Linked DNA regions of Mus musculus: all the other regions are linked to region 2. A link is a contact called in public HiChIP or PLAC-seq and promoter capture Hi-C data. All regions are on one chromosome and are shown on one strand. Each heading gives the region's core, a stretch centred on a gene start, on an enhancer-like site or on the middle of the called end of the contact. The rest is flanking DNA. Distances are from core to core; before and after follow the strand shown. Region 1 has its middle 4.2 kb from the start of Gm32930. Region 2 holds the start of Sh2d5 (SH2 domain containing 5). Region 3 holds the start of Capzb (capping protein (actin filament) muscle Z-line, beta).

Region 1 (3,480 bases), core at 699-3,198, 610 kb after region 2:
GGATTTGTAAAAGAAACCAGAGCTTCTCCTCTGGTTGGATAAGACCCCAACATGGGGAGGACACCCTGCTTGAATCAGAGGAGCCCCAGTATGAGATAGAAAGACCCTTACATCCCAACTATGAGTTCTATCATCGGGCACCCTAATTATTTGTCTCAGACTAAAAGTCTCCCTCACCCCCACTCACAACAGAACTTCCTCAAAAATAAGTATCTTCCTTCACCACCAGGCCTCCCCCGTCTCCTCCCAAGCTCAGCATCCTGACACCATCACACCCAACCGCAAACCCACAAACCCCAAGGCTTCCGTGGACTCAGACCTAGGAGCCAGGTCCCCGTATGATCCCGCCGGAGCCCGCAGTAACTTCCCACAGTCTCTTGCCAAGTTAAATGGCGTGTCCCCAAGAGTCTGCAGCTGTACTGTGGGGGCTTGAAGTGTGTTTGATCCCTGCTCGTTGGTGCTCTGTGGCTCTGGAGAGATCCAGAAACAAAGTCCTCTTAGGTTATACGGGGGAGGGGAGATGGCTCACTCAGTAAAAAGGAAAAAAAAAAAACCTTGCTGAACAAGCTGGAGGACAGACCCTAAGGCAAAAGATAGAGGCTGAGCTGTGGCAGCTACCTTCTCAAGCGTTGATCTGGTGCTCAAAGATGACCGTCTGTTTGCCCGTGAGCGTCTGCCTATGCAGTACTTGATCATCTGGGCTAAGTGTGTTTTGGTATTAGTTTCCCATGTAACTAAATTAACTATTAAAAAAAGGGCATAGCTGATGGGGGGGGGGGGCGGGGATCCAATGTGGTGACACCTGCCTGTAATTCCAGTCCAGGTCAGTGAAAGAGTCTGTCTCACAAGGAAGGTGGAGAGGGGGCCGAGGTGTGACCCTGACATCTCTGACCTCTACATGCATTCACACACATGTGTACTGACATCCACATGCAGACTGGGCTACATGTAAACTTGTACACGCGCGGGCACACACACACATCACTGGATACAATTTGTAGAATGTACACCAAGCTTGGTGCATCTCTCCTAGCTCGTAGCAAACGTCAGACTAAGGTGATAACATGAGAGTCCTGGCAGAGATGTTCTTGCCTCATGGAAGACAGTGTGTGAACTGGAAGACCGTCTGTGCCTCTGCAGTCAGCCTGCTTCGCGAGCCACCTGCTGCTGAGTGACAGCCGAGCTTACACAAGGCGGTCTCTCTGTGGGTAGAGGAGTTTGCCATTCGGGGAAACTTGAGTCTGTGTTCCCCCGGCCGTGCTCACTTGTATTTGGCTCAGAAGATGCCATTTATGCCGGCCAACACCTGGATCTCTTGATGGTCTCCTAACCTAATCGTAGTCATGGAGACCATAAACCCAAACAGCTAACTTGCTGGTCCCCTTTCCAATGACATTTTAGACATCTAGCAGGTTCCCATGCCTGGACCACAGTCAACACGTTACCCCGCCCCCACCTCCACCCCCACCCCATCACAGCCTCCTAGCAGGAATCCAGATGTGAAAGGGGACAGAAGTCATGGGTGGACCCTTACCACAAAGCATGAGCACTGACTGCAGCAGGAGCCTTATCTTCATGTCAGGGGCTCTGAGAGGCCCCATCCTCAGCTAGCCTTGGAGAAAAGATCCCCGGGGGTGTATCTGCAGAGGAAGTGAGATTTAAAGGGCCCAAGACTGCCTGAGACTTCTGCCAGGCAGAAGCTCAGCGTTAGAAATGTTATAGAACCCCGTTAGTGTTAATGGTATCCTTATTGCAAGTGCTCCTTTTTAATGTGTCTTTAAGTAAGCTATGACACTGGGCTTTGAGACGGTTTAACGCCTTACTTGACAGCTGATAGACCATTCCCTGGTACCCTGGCCGCCTTGAACTAAGCACGCAGCTACTTTGAGCGCTCCACTGAGCCCTTGGAAGAAGCTACACAGGAAACACAGCTGCTTGCTGCCAAAGCACAACTCTAGGGTTTGACGCCCTCTGCTGGCCTCCACGAGCACTCACACATACAAAGCCGCAGATAGATGCACATATGCAGAGAAATAAAATAAAATAAATCTTTTTTTAAAAAAAAATGCTGTAGAACAAAGTAGCGTCTCTGAGCCTGGGTTTTCTTCTCAGAAGAAAAGTGTAACAAGGCCTTATCGACTTTGTGAGAACCATCTCCCATCCGGCTGCTTCCTGGGGACGGGGCACCCGCCATCAGGAAACAGCCTGAAAAATGACAGAAGATGGGCTTCTGTGCCCGACCTCATTTTCTCCCTCGTGTGTGAGGAAGGGAGGTGCAACGAATGTCATCTGCGCTAAAGAGGACATCAGCAGCTGCATGAAGGATATTTATTACCCTGTAAGCGCTCTACTCTGAGAGGAGTGGCTAGGCTCTTCCCTCCCAAGATGCCTGCCTGCCTGGGCTGCTCAGAGAGAGGCGCGCTCATGGTGTTCCGGCTTCCACCGCAGGGGGCAGCGGAGGGTTGGAACTGGTTAGGAAGTGTTGAATGGACCTCCGCCATGCTCAGATAGAAAAACACTCCTAGGAACGGGCCAGGTGCTCTCTAACACAGTGGCCAAGCTGTCAGCAGAAGGCCAAGTTCCGGGATGTCTTTTCTGTGGGGAAAGAAACAGTGGGGGGATCAGATGCCTGGTTAAGGCTTTAGGGCTACTTGGAAGATTCCAAGACAGATGCCGCGAGCAGCAGAAGCAGTCTCTGTCTTATGGCTGAACTGATGAAGACGAAGGCTTCCAGAAGGAAGGCTTATTAAACGGGATGCGGCAAAGCTGGTGGGAGGAACAGGGTACGGCAGAGCTGGTGCGGGGACCACAATTGGAAATTTGCGCGTCACAGAAAATGAAGACAGACACACACAGTGGTGGTTGGGGAGGCCTGAAAGACCAGGAAGTCAAGGGTGTGCCTGTACTTGATTGACAGCTGATGCTGGAGCAGATCTTGGGTAGAAAAGCTGCCAAGGGAGAGGGAGCCAGGGTTCTGGCCTCCCAGTGACAGAGCTCAGGGGGTTGGGGAGGGGGAGCAGATGGGCAAGGGCCAGGGAGGCAAACTGAGATCCCCAGGACCAGGAGTGTCCTTGAACTACTTGAAAGAGCCCAGGGGACCCACAGTGCCTGGCAATCTAAATATCTGTTAGTCAATTTGAGTGGAGAAGGGGAGGAGGAGGAGGAGGAGGAGGAGGAAGGAGAAGAAAAGAAGAAGAAGAAAGGAGAAGAAGGAGAAGGAGGAGAAGGAGGAGAAGGAGGAGAAGGAGGAGAAGGAGGAGAAGGAGGAGAAGGAGGAGAAGGAGGAGAAGGAGGAGAAGGAGGAGAAGGAGGAGAAGGAGAAGGAGAAGGAGGAGAAGGAGGAGAAGGAGGAGAAGGAGAAGGAGAAGGAGAAGGAGAAGGAGAAGGAGAAGGAGAAGGAGAAGGAGAAGAAGAAGAAGAAGAAGAAGAAGAAGAAGAAGAAGAAGAAGAAGAAGAAGAAGAAGAAGAAGAAGAAGAAGA
Region 2 (3,350 bases), core at 410-2,909:
GTAATTCTAATTCCAGAGGTTTGTCCCCCCACCCCCACCTTCTGTTCTCTGAGGGATTCAGGCACAAATGCGATATATATGCACACATGCAGGCAAAACACTTATAAATCTGAGTAGAGAAGTGTCTCACGTGGTTAAGAGTACTGGTTGCCCTTCCGGAGGACCTAGGCTCCATTCCTAGCATTTGTATGACAGCTCACAACTCTCATAACTGCAGTTTCAGAGGACCTGACTCCTTGTGGCTTGCAATGGTACCAGGTATGCATGTGGTGCACAGATATAAAAGCAGGCAAAACACACATACAGATAAAAATTAATAAAATGAAAGAAAAAAAAAGGAATGGATCATACTCACAATCAAAAAGAAATCTAAATTTATAAAATTGTAAAATTTTATTCTATAAAAAGTGCATTTTATTTAAAAATAAAATAAACTAAGATGAAGTAAGGAGCTTTAAATATTTCTTTTTAAGAGTTAGGAGGGAGCCTTTTCGTTTTTATGTATCCTGAGTTGCCCGTTTGGTGAACTGAGCTTGCCCCCCCCCTCCCCCCCGTTGCTCCTTCACTGTCCAGGCCTGGAGACTGTTAGGGAGATTCCTTACCATTCTGCACAGGGGAATTGCCAAAGGTCACAGACAAAAGAAATTCAAAATAGCATCGGTATTTACTGACCCTTCACTTACCAGGTCAGTGTCCCTGTCAGGCCTTCCAGTTCTCACCTGGCTGAGTCAGGGGTGGTAATGGCTATGGGAGAGGCCCTGGAGGATTAACATGATTAAAGTGTTAATCTAAGTCCCACTGGGGAGAGAGAAGTGCCTGGTTGTGGGCAACAATCACACCTTATTGTTGCCTCTGGAAAGGTGTTAGGAGCTCTGCAGAGACAAGGGATGCCCAGAGCCGTGCCCTGCGCACTCTGCACTGCACCTGGGAACTCCCCTGAGGCTGCAGATTCAGGTCCACCTTCTCGCGGGCTCTGTCATCTGTCTTGGTGTCCCTCCCTGGGTCTGAACCCTTATGTCCTGGATTTCTGCGGTGTGCCACACGGGCAGTTTCTGATGCGTTCTCTCTGCAGATTTCGGGTTTAATACACACCACGCGCTTGCCTGGCTCGGATTTGCGATTTATTTGGGCCACCTACTGCGCTCCTCACCTAATGGGATCAGAAGAGCTCGCCCTCTCGGCTCTGTGCGCGCGCTGGCTAAATTCACTCACCATTTCCCCATCTAAGTGGATTTCCGTGAGGCCGGAAGGACAAGAGTCACCACTCCTGCTGGACCCCAGCTGAGCGGTCCAATCAATCTCCACCCAGTAAGTGGATTCATGCCACCAAGTCCTCTGCCATTTGCGTGTGAAGGGGTGGGTCTGCAAGGTCATTGAGCGACCGTGCAGACCTAGTGGAGTAGCTAGGTCTGCCCCGAGGAGCAGACGAGTAGCGAGGCCCTGAGCTCACCGAGTCTGGACAGCTTCGTGGAGGAAGAGCGACAAGGAGGAGCCAACCCAGGTCGCAGCGTGGGCGGAGCCAGGTACCCTCGCAGCCTCTGATTGGGCGGCACGGCGGAGCGGAGCGGCTCCGATTGGCTGGTGAGGCCGGCGCCGCGGCCAGGTGATGCCCAAGGGGTCGGATCCCAGGGCCACGTGGGGGGCGCGCGGCGCGGGGGCGGGGGCGTGTGCGGGGGTGGGGCGGGCCCCGCGCTGGGTAGGAGCAGAAGCTGCGGGAAACGGAGCTGTGAGACCTGCCAGGAGGCGCGGTAGCGGTGGTGAGTGCTCCTGGGAACCCTCCGGGGGCTGGGCCGAAGCCGGGAGGGTCTTCCCAGAGCGAGCCGCACCCCCACTTCCCTCCGCCGGCAGTTGCCATCACCTCAGTCCCCGTCACCATACCTCCCTTTCTGGCGCCGGGGCACCTGTGCCCCTCCGAGAACCTAGCGCTGCGTGGGGATGGTGACGCTTGCGAGATCGCTGTCTGCGCTCGCACGCGCTCCGCACCTCCGCTCGCGATCCTTTCCGCGTCTTCCCTATCCAGCCTTGTGTACTCCCCGCGACCAGATAGATTTCGGGAAGAACAGAGGCTGATGAACAGACCCAGGAGGTGGCTGCCTTCGCGGTCCCCTTCACAACTGAGGAACTGGAAGCTGGCAGGCCAAGGTCACATCAGCCAAACCTGCTGAACCCCAGTCCAGTCCCTTGTTGCGCGGGTCCAGGGCCTGTGGAGATGGTAGCAGAAGTGTGCTGGGCTGGGAGCCCAGCCTTTCTAAACAGTTCCATACCTAGCGCCTGAGTTGTTGCAGCTATGAGGCTACTACTGGCTACTTCTGCACAGATACAGACCCAGTGTATACCAAGGATGGATGCCTGCTTGGGGGCCCCATAGACTGTAAGCAGAAGGGTACTGCCTAGCCTCGGCAGAGAGTCCTGGGTTTGCCAGCTCTCCATCCTGTGATGTGTGCCTTTAGTCCAGTAGCTGGGGTCTGCAGGCTTGGGAGTCTCCCAAGTACCCTGAATGGATAGATTGTTGAGTTTTATGGTGCACAGGGCCCTGTGATTGGACGTGAAGTATAGAGTTAACATAGCCAGTCTCCTGCTCCTAAGGAGAACACCCCCCCCCGCCCTCTGGAAAATAGAAGCCCGTATGTGCCTCTGTAGGTATGACCTGGCCGCAGCAGACAAACCCCTGTGGGAAACTTTTTTTTTGGTTCAAAGAGATGAGTTGGGTGTGTGGTCGTTTTCAGGGTTTCAATGAACCCTGGTGACCTCCTTGGTCTAAGGCAGGATCAGACTGGAAGAGGGGCACACAGTTCCTGTTTCTGGGGAGGCTAAATATAAGGAGGCTGGGGACGACGGCCAGGTGCTTGGAGGATGCTGTCCACCCGCCTTCTCTCCCCCCCCCCCCCCCCCCGCTTCTATATGCCCCTTTCCCCCACAGAGGACTGGGCAAGCTGGTGTCTGTGTGTGTGTGAGTGTGAGCTTTGCTGACCCTTGGCTCTTTACCCTGTGCTTGCCAGGCGCAGGCAGGGGTGTGAAGGGCTCTCGTCAGCTCTCTTTGTCTCTTTCGTGATTGCTTTTCTTTTCATTCGTTCCATCCCGCTTCCTTACGGGTCTCATTGCCGGCTATGAGTCTTGTGGTCTCTGCTTCCTTGTTCTCTTCTGCCTGCCTTGGTGATTAGAAAGTGAAGAAGCACTTCACTGCCTCCGGGGGAGCTGCGTCCCCCTGCTGGGAAGGGGCAGGCGGCACGTGGCAAGACTGTGGTCTGCTTTATATAAACAACAGATGTGCCGTCGGGACAGGCGACTGGGAAGTGAGCAGGGTTAGAAGGGAAGGTTGGCAGAGCGAAGGTCGGCAGCAGCCTTGGGGA
Region 3 (3,631 bases), core at 732-3,231, 940 kb after region 2:
CTAACTGAATTTGGAGTTTGCCATTTGGCTAGGCTGGCTAGTCACCAAGCCCCAGAGATCCTCCTGCCTTTCACACAGCATTGGGAATATCTCTCCAATACACAGCTAGCTGTACCTGGCTTTTACATGCTGTGGATCAGAGAGGTCCCTATGCTTGGACAGCAAGCACTTTACCCACAGTGCACTTCCCTAGGCCCAATATGTATGCTTTAAAAAATTCCCCGGTGTGTGTGTGTGTACATGTGTTTTATGTCTGTTCCCATGCAGGAAGGCATGTATGTGGGAAACTGAGGGTAACCTCAGGTATTGTTTCTCTGACATTAAAATAAAACTGTCTGGGACACACAAATAGCTTTCTGAGGCCCTCCCTAGTTACCCTGTAGTCCAGCACACAGTAGGCTCACTGCAGTTTGCTGCTCACACACAATTTAGGCTGGCCACAGTGGCCTCTGTGGATACCTAGGTGCTGACAATGGGCGCATGGTCTGCTCCATCCCCACCTTCAGCTATCTGGTCAAGCGTTAGTTTCTGAGTTAAAGCCCCCTTGGACCATCCTCCAAAATACCACCACAGGGCTCGTCTGTCTACCTGCTCTATCCACTGTTTTTCCACATCTCACCCCCAATACTTTATTAGATAGGGTACCTGGTCTCTGACCAGGTTTCAAGCTTGAAGGGGCCTTAACTCAGGACAGGGGTACTTACCCAGGCTGTAAGAGGCTCTATTCCTGGAGGTGAAATCTTACCCACAAGCCATATGCCATCATGGGCTATTTTGCTCAAAGCTGTAATTTCTCCAGCCTGCTTCCTACACAGTGCTTGGCCAATAGCTACATGATAAATACTTCCGGTGTAATGACCTTCTAAGTGCCACTCCCTTCTCTGAACTCCTGTAATATTGGTCTATGTCATTCTTGAGAGACTTACCTGGACGCTTTCTTTGCTGGTGGCTGTCCCTGCAAGCTTTCACTTGACTATAAGCTCAGAGGCCTAGGGCACAGTTTCCCCTCAGATGTTTTCTGATCTCTTCTCAGGACCTGATATGACTCTAAACGGAGGGTGAGCAAGCCGTGTAGGGGGTTGTTATAAACAAAACGTGCAATTCTAGGGCTCCTGAGTTCTAGATAACAAAACAAAATTCACTCTTTTGAACAGCAAATTTCTGGTTGGGGCTGCAGTTAAGTGGAAGAGCTTAGCCTAGCCTGCCTGAGGCTCTACGTTCAATCTTCAGACCTGAAAACAAAGAGGGATTTCTGAGTCACTATATGATTCGAGAGAGATACTCATTTAGGGAAACGGGCTGATTCTCTGTACATAATGTAAAAAAGTATATGAAACAGCATTTATTGAACCCAAATGTTCTAGTCTTCTTACCCGGGTCTTTCCCACAACTACTCTGGTAGCTATGAAGTGCAGGCAGGGATCCTTATGGCTTATTCACTTGTCATCTTTTGGTACCTAAAAGCTGCCCGCCTGGTCCTGATAGCAGGTGTTCAGCAACAGGGGCGGCAGAGCCGGCTTCCCCATGCAGGTTCCGCTCGCTCTGTAGGGGCCGGGCCTCGTCCGGCGCACCAGTTCCGGGTCCGGGTGGGTTGCGGAGGGCCGGTCCCCTCCTAGTTTCGGCGCCTTCCGCATCCTCCGCCCAGGGGAACCAGTGAACCGCTCCACCCTCAGCTAGCCCGCGTCCTGCAGCTGCGAGAAGCGAGGCTGACAGTCAGAGGAGGGACGCAAGTAGACCCAGTCCCTCCGGAACGCCACAGCCCTGGCCGCGCAGGAGCGTTGCGCCTGGCCCGCCCCTCCTGAGACAGGACACGCCCACTCGACCACAGGGCCTGCCCCCGTCCCCGCCCCCCGCGCGGCGCTCCATACTTGGCGATCGCTGCGGCCCCGCGCTCTCATTGGTCGGGAGCTGGCGGCTGGGGGGCGGGTCGGGCTGGCCGGGGCGGGGAAGGAAGGTGGTGGCTGCCCGGCGCGGGGGGGTGGGGGGGGGAGGGGGGCGCTGACCCGGATGTTCACTCTTGGGCACCCGGGGAAGTGGAAGCGCAGGGCCCTGCTGCGGGGGGGAGAGCCACAGACGCCGGGACAGGGACCGTCGCCGCCGCCGCCACCATGGTAAAGGGACCCCTTCACGGCTCCATCCCGGGACCCCTCTCACCGCCGGAGCTCGCGTCCACTCCTTCGCCGACCCGCCCGGCCCGGGAAGGGTGGGGATCCGGGGTGGGGGAGGGGCGGGGTCCCGGACCCTAGGCAGACGCCACTCTTCGGGTCCGGAGTGGGCGGCGGGAGGCCCTGATAGCCTATGACCCCGCCCTGGGCTCCATGTGGAGCCCAGTTCTTCTCCCTGCAAGTCCAGGCTAGTCTCGCCTATCCCAGGCTAGACCTTCCTTCCTTCAGGGGCCAGGCCGGGCACCCCTCTCGCAGGCCTTCATCCCATGGGCTGTACTTGGGCTCCTGCCTCGGCCCCAGGGCCCAGGCTAGGACCGTGGTTCTCGCTCCAGTGGTCCAGTCTAGGTCCCCTTCCCCCAAACTCTTCTCCTCTCCATGGCCCCAGTCTGCACCCCGATAAGCCCTTTCCAGTGAACTCTGCCTAGGTTTGTTTCCTTCACCGTCATGGAATCTTCTCTCTGCGGTCGGTCCTCAAGTGTGGCCTCTCTACTCCAGCTGTGTTCCCCCCCTCCCTGCACCTCCCTGTCCCCGGCCCTAGCCGTCCCCTTCCCCCGACTTCTCACGACTTAGCCTAGCCTGCGTCAGCCCTTCGCTGCTCTCACCCTCCCATCTAGACCCTGCTTGTTCCGTGTCCTGCTCCTGACCCAGGTGTCCCCTCTCCTGTTCCTAGGAGGCTCTTTCTGGGCAGCCTCTGGCGAGCGGGGGAGAGCCCCAGCCAGGGTGGGGGTGGTCTGGGTACTGAGCCTTTCCTAGGTTTGCCCCTTTCTGGGGAGGCCGCTTCGGTGTGAGTGAGCAGGCGAGCGAGGGAGAGAAGGGCGGCATCTGTATGCCCGGAAGGCAGAACAGGGCATTTCCCTTGGGAGGGCCTAGTGGTAGTGCGGCTAATAGAGCGCGTCTTGAGGGGTGCCCTGCCTGAGTGGGGAGCAGAGTGCTGACGGGTTGGTAAGCCAACTGGACAGGGGTGAACTCACAATTGCTCTTGTGAGGCCGCAGCCCTGGGGCTAGGGGGACACGGAGCTCAGCAGCCCAACCTACGGCCTGGACACGATGCATCCTAGCAGGCGCAGCCTTCCTTTCCCCCTGAACTGTCAGCTTGTTAGAGTTGGGACTGCTGATTATGGAGGTGCCTCGGAGCAGGTGAGCAGAAACTCACAGGCCGGAGAGCTCCCGGACTCCACTCATGGTGTTTGTTTTGGTAATGAAGACAGGCACACTATGCTAGCAACTTATTTGAGGAGCCTTAGATGTGTCACTTCCCTCCTCCCCCATACCCCTGCACCCCCTAATCTACCTGGATACCTGCAGAGCAGGCCCACCATCTTTGGTGGTGGAAGGGCCAGAGAACTACCTCACATGGTCAAGGAAGCCTTGTAAGGTAGGCTGAGAGGGAAGGCAACCCACCTGCTCCGTGTAGCCTTACAGGTGGCTCCCCTCCTGCCTGGTCGATATTTAGGAGGGGATTTTGG

What was found. Promoter capture Hi-C pulls out the DNA fragments that hold promoters and counts their contacts. HiChIP or PLAC-seq counts read pairs in DNA pulled down with a chosen protein or histone mark.
Region 1: a contact with region 2 is called in an H3K4me3 HiChIP or PLAC-seq map of forebrain, with 4 times the contacts expected there. The contact joins the enhancer-like site here to the promoter of Sh2d5 in region 2. A contact is called at or near these places in 3 of 39 promoter capture datasets (embryonic stem cells, hippocampal neurons and neural stem cells), 1 of 15 datasets of contacts at CTCF or cohesin (embryonic stem cells), 1 of 484 Hi-C or Micro-C datasets (cortical neurons), 3 of 115 datasets of contacts at active chromatin or transcription factors (embryonic forebrain, embryonic stem cells and forebrain) and 1 of 9 other capture datasets (embryonic stem cells).
Region 3: a contact with region 2 is called in a promoter capture Hi-C map of hematopoietic stem and progenitor cells. The contact joins the promoter of Capzb here to the promoter of Sh2d5 in region 2. A contact is called at or near these places in 1 of 39 promoter capture datasets (hematopoietic stem and progenitor cells) and 1 of 115 datasets of contacts at active chromatin or transcription factors (pancreatic cancer cells).

Annotation. Positions count from the first base shown.
Region 1 is chr4:138,857,508-138,860,987 of GRCm38.p6, forward strand. It overlaps a transcript of Pla2g5 not described here. Among named protein-coding and RNA genes, the nearest start is that of Gm32930, 4.2 kb to the right of the region's middle. Within about 2 kb of position 1,949, at least 27 of the 459 cell types and tissues checked have an H3K27ac peak or open chromatin away from gene starts, as enhancers often do. A contact at or near this core is called in cortical neurons, embryonic stem cells, forebrain and 1 more, where this site is marked.
Region 2 is chr4:138,248,752-138,252,101 of GRCm38.p6, forward strand. Sh2d5 (SH2 domain containing 5) reads left to right here and starts at 1,660. Exons shown (of 10, transcript NM_001099631.1): 1 at 1,660-1,757.
Region 3 is chr4:139,190,918-139,194,548 of GRCm38.p6, forward strand. Capzb (capping protein (actin filament) muscle Z-line, beta) reads left to right here and starts at 1,982. Exons shown (of 9, transcript NM_009798.4): 1 at 1,982-2,111. The coding sequence starts at 2,109.